2 separate regions of the Gossypium hirsutum genome follow, and region 1 is linked to region 2. Evidence: chromatin contacts called from public Hi-C data. All regions are on one chromosome and are shown on one strand. Each heading gives the region's core, a stretch centred on a gene start, on an enhancer-like site or on the middle of the called end of the contact. The rest is flanking DNA. Distances are from core to core; before and after follow the strand shown.

The links. A called contact is a pair of places that touch in the nucleus more often than the background predicts.
Region 1: a Hi-C map of leaf shows a contact between it and region 2, with 3 times the contacts expected there. The contact joins the promoter of LOC107935256 here to the promoter of LOC107935268 in region 2. A contact is called at or near these places in 2 of 34 Hi-C or Micro-C datasets (both in leaf).

The regions. Positions count from the first base shown.
Region 1 is chrA02:104,614,415-104,618,434 of Gossypium_hirsutum_v2.1, forward strand. LOC107935256 (protein CROWDED NUCLEI 4) reads left to right here and starts at 2,162. Exons shown (of 9, transcript XM_016867825.2): 1 at 2,162-2,574; 2 at 3,425-3,634; 3 at 3,734-3,987. The coding sequence starts at 2,386. LOC107935273 (lysosomal Pro-X carboxypeptidase) reads left to right here. Exons shown (of 10, transcript XM_016867850.2): 10 at 1-286. The coding sequence ends at 125.
Region 2 is chrA02:104,440,790-104,444,701 of Gossypium_hirsutum_v2.1, forward strand. LOC107935268 (malate dehydrogenase, glyoxysomal) reads right to left here and starts at 2,485. Exons shown (of 8, transcript XM_016867841.2): 1 at 1,846-2,485; 2 at 1,190-1,504; 3 at 781-870; 4 at 613-696; 5 at 181-216; 6 at 1-57. The coding sequence starts at 2,142.

The DNA.
Region 1 (4,020 bases), core at 912-3,411, 170 kb after region 2:
ACTTGCGTGCCTCTTCGACAGAGGACCCTGACTGGTTAGTGGAACAGAGGGCAACCGAGATCAAGCTGATCCAAGGTTGGATTGATAACTATCGTAAGAAAATGAAAGCAACCTTTGAGATATAGATATAATTTGTGTAAATATAGGTTCTAAGGTATGCTTCTGGCCATGTTTCTATGATTTAACCTGCAATGGATGCACTCATTTTAGAGGAAAACTGATACTTTGTGAGAGCTATGAAATGTATTTCTCTCTCTCTATATATGATCACTATGTCATTGCAATATGAGTTGACCAATCAGTTTTTCTGGTCAATGTATTTTATTTTTTCTATATACTGCCTAGAACTGCCTATAGCCCCTCCCTAACCTTTCATTAGGGGGATAATGCGCTTCAACGCTCTTGAGCCCATGTCCTCCCGACTTAATCGGCTATAGTATGAATATATTTAAAATAAATTAAAATGACATGTTTTATTTCAATTATGTCAGTGGATTCAGTTATGAATTTCAATAAATGCTAATGGATCAATTTAATAATTTTAACCAAATCCTTCATCGATTTAATTAATATAACTAATTAATTTAGATATGAATTCTAAATTCCAGATTAATCAAAAGTAAGTAAAGATAAACATAAAATTAAGGTTAAAGCATAGTCATTGTGCTCTTTGTAAATTTAAAATTTAGTCTGTTTATTTTCAAGAATTTAATCCCTATATTTTTAAATTTCAAAATTTAGGTCAAATTGTTAATTGCACCTTAAAATTATTTTGTCAACTTTGTTGGTGTGAATGAAAAAAAAATATGTTAGCTTGAAAGGATCAACTTGAACTCATCGATAGGGAGGTTGAATTGACATTTTAGAAATTGTCCTTGAACTCATCGATAGGGAGGTTGAATTGACATTTTAGAAATTGTGGTGGAAGCAATGAAAAATATGCAATAAAGAATAGAATGATTTATAATGGTTCGACCCCAATTGCCTATTCTATTACCTTAGCTTACCAAAGTATTTTCTCAAATTCACTAATTTGACAACCTTTGCCCAAACCTTAAGTTACAAACCTTCTTTCAAAGAGAAATAAGTAAACAAAGAAACAATTAGGATGTTTGCCAATTAAGTACAAATACAAAAAAGAACATTTGAGCTAAATGAATATAATGAAAGCTCACAAGTATTTTCAAGAAAAAGATATGAAACAATTAAGTTCTAAGTTGTTTTGATTGAACTTTTAAGCTTTGCACATGTCTCTTGTTGTTGCTAAACTATTTATATCATCTAATTGATTTTCAACCGTTGTAGTTGTTGTAGAAATAAATATAGTCATTAGGGATGAAATACCGGGTCATTAACTTCACTTGTAGCAACGAGTATCGATACCTACTAAAAGAGTATCGATATTTTTTGTAATTAACGTTGATTTAAGTGACCGTTGGAGCAGGAATATCGATATCTTACCAGATCGATATCTACCAGGGGTTGAAAATGGTATAATGTCAATTTAGTATCGATATCTTGTAAAATATCGATACTTAGACAAAAAGTTTTGATACTTTTTGTCCTGGAGCAATTCTAACTTGTTTGAAAATGATTAAAACATATTTGAAAATGTTTGACTCAATTGAAACCATTTCAACTTAATTTTATGAAATTGCTCAACTTTACTTTTATTAAATAACACTTTAATTTGTTATATCAAAACATATTATCCAATAAGACTTAGTTTAACAAAATACTTATTTAGTAGTCACATAATAAAAAAATGATGTTGTAATGACTTGAATTTAATAGAATTTTTTTTAATAATGTTAACAATTACACTTATATTTTTACATTTAAAAAGTGGAGGGATTAAATTTTTTGAAATAAAAATAGAGGAACTAAATTCTAAACCTAAAAAAATATAGGGACTTAGAGGACATTTTAACTTAAAATTAAAAATTAATTTTGGGCAAATCATGATAAAATATTTGATTGTAAACTACAAGTTGCCCCACAAAGAGGATCTTTACAACGAATTCTAGCCGTGGATTAATATTTTTTAAAAGAAAAGCAAAAAATAAAAATAAAAAAAATTGATGACGTGGAACGTTGACTGTCACTCTTTGGATCTTTACTCTCATCTTTTCCCTCCATGGCGGCCCAAATTTCCTAATACGACACCGTCTTTCATTTCACCCACAGTAGAAACTTCTTTTTTGTCTTAGCGATTTCCTCTCTAAAGAACAAAAACCCGACTCAGTGGCGACCCGGTGACTCACTACTTTCGATTCTTTTATCTCTTTTCAGCGGAGAATACAAAAAAAGGGTGAAGAATCCGACCAAATCCAGCTAAATCGTACGGGAATTAGGGTTTTAGGGTGAGTTGATCGGGCTTGGAAGATGGCGAGCCCGTTCACGCCGGGTACTGGTAGGGCTTTGTCGATAACTCCGGGGTCTAGGGTTTCGAAGAGTTCTCTTGGTGATGAGACGATCTGGAAGCGACTCAAGGAAGCTGGATTCGATAAGGAATCTATCAAGAAGAGAGATAAAGCTGCCCTTATTGCTTATATTGCGAAGCTTGAAGCAGAGGTCTGCTTTAAATCTTTATACTGCTTATCTGAATTAATTTTCGTGGTTTTTGGTTTGCTGTTTATTTCCCTTTTTTAAGGTTTTATTTTGTTTTTGGTGCAATAGGTTAAAGAAAAGAGTATTAGTATATTTTGAACATTTAAATTGTGAATTGTGAATATGGATACAAAAGACGATATATATATAAGGCATTTCAGTTTTAGATTTTTTACTGGGATTTATGGGGTCAATTTTCAATGTTGAGCAACCAAATAAAGTCTTGAACATTGCTCGTGGTTAGAAATTTTGTATTTCACTTGAACGCTAAATGCCAATTTAGTTGCATAACATGTGTTTACATTGTATGAGCTTTGATTGAACAAACTTGATTTTCATTTACCTGTCTGTTTGCACTTTTTGGTCGAGGTGTTGTTTCTGCTTGTGGTACCATGGAATTGAGTTGTTAATTTTGTAGGTTTATAAGAGCTTTTAGGAACATTCATGGTTTGTTTGTTTCTAGCTTCTTTTATTTGTTTCATCCTCGTTTTGGTCAGTTTTTCTCGCCTTTGTGTCATTATTTTGGGGTTGAGTGCTTTTTATGTGGATATTTTTCCTTATGAGTTTTTGCTCTTGATAGTTCCAATGGATGTGTATTATTAAGCTGTGATATTTACCTATCTTAATTTGAAAATGACTGCTTTGTACAAAGGATAAGAGTGTGGAGTGAAGGCAGTTTTGTTTTAGCATATGATGATCCTTGCATCATTCACATGTTGCTCTTAAGTTCATGCTGTAAATCTTCATTCATTCTCTGCTTCTTGTCTCACAGCTTACTAACATATTTTTAATATTTATTTATTCTTGTATGTAGCTCTCTGACCACCAACACCACATGGGCCTTCTTACATTGGAAAGAGAGGAATTGGCTTCCAAGTATGAAGAAATTAAAGCCTCTGCTGAAGCAACCGAGCTAATGCATAAACGAGATCAAGCTGCACATATATCTGCTCTGGCAGAAGCAAAAAAGCGTGAGGATGGTTTGAAGAAAGCTTTAGGAGTTGAGAAAGAATGCCTAGCAAGCGTATGGTTATTATTTGAAGTCTCTCTTTCTTGTAGTTTTTTTTTTTACATCTCTTTGAGGACCATAAATTTCTTTGGGCTTTGTTGTTGGATTTTATAGATCGAGAAGGCTTTGCATGAGATGCGTACAGAATCTGCTGAAACTAAGGTTGCAGCTGAAAGTAGATTAGCTGAAGCACGTATTATGATAGAGGATGCTGAGAAAAAGTTTTCAGAGGCTGAGGCAAAGTTTCGTGCAGCAGAGTCTTTACAGACAGAAGCTACCTTCATCCAACGTGATGCTAAGAGAAAACTCCAAGAAGTTGAAGCACGTGAAGATGACCTTAGTAGACGAATTGTATTGTTCAAAAAAGAGTATGTCATATGCATTGCGTTTTCCTTTATGTT
Region 2 (3,912 bases), core at 1,235-3,734:
AGCATCACCTCTTAAGCCCCGAAGACATGCATCGGCAAATTGAACCGCAGCATATGCCTGCACTTTCGTTTATGTTTTTCAATATGCATTCAGAACCAGCTTATAGCCTAAAACCATGTCTTACAGAGGAACAAACAAAATCTGTACTCGGTGGTGGAGAGAGAGAGAGAAGTAACTAACCATCGATAATGTTGCAGACCCAGCACCAGCCTTTGCCTGCAAGAAGTTACAAATTATGATTACTCACCAGCTGTCCAGCATGTAAACACCATGACGGTAACAATATGCAAGAACAAATCAAATAAGTTTTCAAGAACCAAGGCATGATGCTGCATTCTAACATGAACAAGTGAATATGTCGGTAAAACTAAGGGAACCGTGTAGCATAGTCAGCTTGATTATTTATTAAACTTAGCTAACATGAGTCCCATGGATCATAGTGTACTTTTGAGGTATATTAGCCAGATGTGCTCTACAGGTGCAAAATTGTGATTTGCTCAACATTTTGTCTTGAACTAACATAAGTCCCATAGATTTGATTACTTTTAGTTCACCATAAGGTTTCCAGCTATCGGAGTTTTCAGTCTAGAAATCAAAACATAAATGCTTTACCTCAACGACTTCTGTACCACCATTCTGAATGCGGTTTGTCAGATACTCGATTTCTTTTTGGGTGAAAGAGCATGGAGGCTTAACCTGTATAAAGGGAACAGTGAGCTCTTACATAGAATGTTCTTTCTAATACGAAATTGTTTGAATTGAAAACAAGTACTTTTCAACCTGAGATAGAAGGGGTAAAATAGTAACCCCTGCGTGTCCCCCAATAACCGGAACATCAACCTCCCGCGGATCAAGACCCATGACTTCTGCCTATAAAGAAACCAAACTAATGAGGGTAAAAATTATAAGAGAACATCAGAAATGAACATTAGTAACAGTTTATCGCACCATAGATTATACAGTTTCCATTATAGGCATATACCATACATATACCATGTCGGAAAAAAACAGATCCATCAATGTCTATCAGAATCCAGACTTGGTTCATTACCAGTGAAGAAGAATATACATTAAAGGCAAGCATTATGATTACCATACAAAGGAAACCTATTCAACATTGTGTGGGAAAATCCAGAGTTGGCAAATTAACAACAAAGAACGATAAAACAATGGCAAGTTTTGTAGTTACCACAAACGTATTGGCTCTAACAACATCAAGCATTGTGACTCCCAGAAGTCTGTTTGGATCAAAGGTGCCAGCTTTCTTGAAAACTTCTGCAGCGATCGGAACAGTGGAATTAACAGGATTACTAATCAAATTGACAATAGCTTTGGGACAGCACTTAGCTATTCCCTCGCACAGTGTCTTAACAATTCCAGCATTGATGTTGAAAAGATCATCCCTTGTCATTCCAGGTTTCCTAGGAACTCCAGCTGGAATAATTACAAGGTCCATTCCTGTTAGAGCCTCCTCCAATTGCTGTTGCCCCAGAAATCCACGTACCTAAAAAATTCAACAACATTACTAAGAACAACCATAATTCTTATATATGGATTATATTAATCAAGCATAAAACTTGTGGGGTAAAGTTGTCAGCTTCATTGCCTATTGGTTTCAAGGTTGAATTTTGATGCGTTTTTATCTTAACTACAGCTTGATCATAATTCTATCTTGATTCCCATTCAACAACATGAAATTCAACTCAACAAGCAAGAACAACCCAGAAATACTCTTAAGTCTACCAATTCCATTTCCACCACTAATTAGAACTTATATATGGATTTCAATTTTCAATCAATAAAGAAAATCTTACGTAAAAGGGAACTTGAAAAACACTAGCATACCACAGCTCCAGTATCCATGTGGCTAATATCAGCAGTAACACCAGGAGTGTTAACCACATCATAAAGATGAAGAACAGAAACCAAAGGATTCATCTTCATCAACAATGATAACGGTTGCCCTATCCCACCTGCCGCTCCCAAAATCGCCACCTTGAAACCAGTTAACCCACCTTTGGCTCGGCAGTCAGCTCGACCCAAACCCGAACTACCCTCCATGTGGGAAAAGCTGGGTGGGTTGAGATGAGCCGAGATTGTTGCAATTCGTTGGTTGACTCGAGAATTATTGGTCTCCTGCATATTGAATGCCCTGCTTTTAAGAGGATTGGAGGTGAAATGAGTGATGGGGTTTCTTCAAATTGCTTCGAGTTTATAAATTGATGGAGTGTCTTGTGTTTTTGGTTGCAGAAATGGGTTGCTGAATTGGGAAACGTGTAAAGCTATCTTATCTTGAACTGCACATTCCCAGAAAAAAATTAAAAATTTTGCGTTTGGAAGCAATGGGAATTCTGTTAGAACTTTCCCCACTTCTACGAATCTCTTCTAATGTCAAATCTCAAATCATCCGCCGATTTATTTCTTATGAACTCGTTAGGCCCGATTTAGACAAGGAATGCATGTACTTCTCGAAGCCCAAGAAAACTCTTTAGGGCTTTAGGCTCAAATTTCTTCTTTTTGATAGTGGTGGAGGGGGTCATTGCCATGGTTATCTAAATCGAATCAATCCATCGGATCAAAAATTAAAAAATTAATTTAATTGGATTAAATTATTTTTAAATTTTTTTAATAATTTATTTAATTAAATTATTTAAATCGATGAACTAATAATTTAGTTGATTTAACTATTGATTTAATTTTAAAAACTTTGGTGATATAGCTTAAACTCGCACTATTTAAGTGTTAGATAAGAGTTCTATATAAGTTAAGACAATTCAATTTTTTCTAAAATATTATTTGAAATTAATTACACCAAACATCCCTAGTCTATGAGTCTCATTTTAAATTAGTTCCTAAACTTCAATATGTTCTCATTACATTCCCAAACTATTGATATTATATCGACTAGGTCTTTTCATTATTAAAATTGTTAAATTAACCGATAAATGACACATCAAATCTTATGTAACTAAATTTGAAATGAATAAATAGAACGTTTTTGAATAACTTTTAAAAGTAAAAATTAAAAATAAAGTAAACTGAAAAAATAGTACACTATAAAATTTTTGTAAAAGTTTCGAATACCATAAAATTAAGATTTTAAAACATTTATTTTTACAATATTCATTTTTATTAAAATTTTCATTTTAAATTATGTCAGATAGGATCTGATGTGTCATTTAACAGTGAAATTAACGAATTTCATAATAAAAGGACCTAATTGATAAAACATCAATAGTTTAGAGATGTAGTTAGAATGTTTTGAAGTTTAAGACTAATACAGAATGAAGGTCATAAGTTGGGGATGTTTGGTACAAATAATTCTATTTACTTTTTTATGTATTGATTGCTCATATTAATTTTAAATACATGTTTTTAAAAACAAGTGGTCAGGAAAAAGTAGTAGTAGACTTCTTTCCCAATTATTCGACTGAGTTCAAATCTTAGAATCATCACTTCAGTTTGAACAAAATTAAACTTAGGCCATAAAACTGATAAAAATACACGTAATTATACAAATAAATAAATAAAATTGTTATATTATTATATATATAAGCAACTTACATCTCAAAAAGCGGTGAAATTCAAGATATTCGATGACCAAGCATTACCAGCTAAAGAGAATCAACATCAAAGATCCTAATATATTAGAAATTCTATCACACGCGTATACATATAGAAATAATATATTTAAAACATATGTAATATGCAAATAATGTGGGTGAAATAATTTGTGTAATGACATTTAAATGTATAAAAATATTAAAATAAAGCTTTAGTTAAAACGATAAGAATAAGATTTTATAGATGTTAAAAGTATGAGTTCAAATATTAATATTTGCAACTTTTTTATTAGTTTTTTTTTCTTAATAATAACATGACTTATTTAAAATATGAAATGATATTTTAATA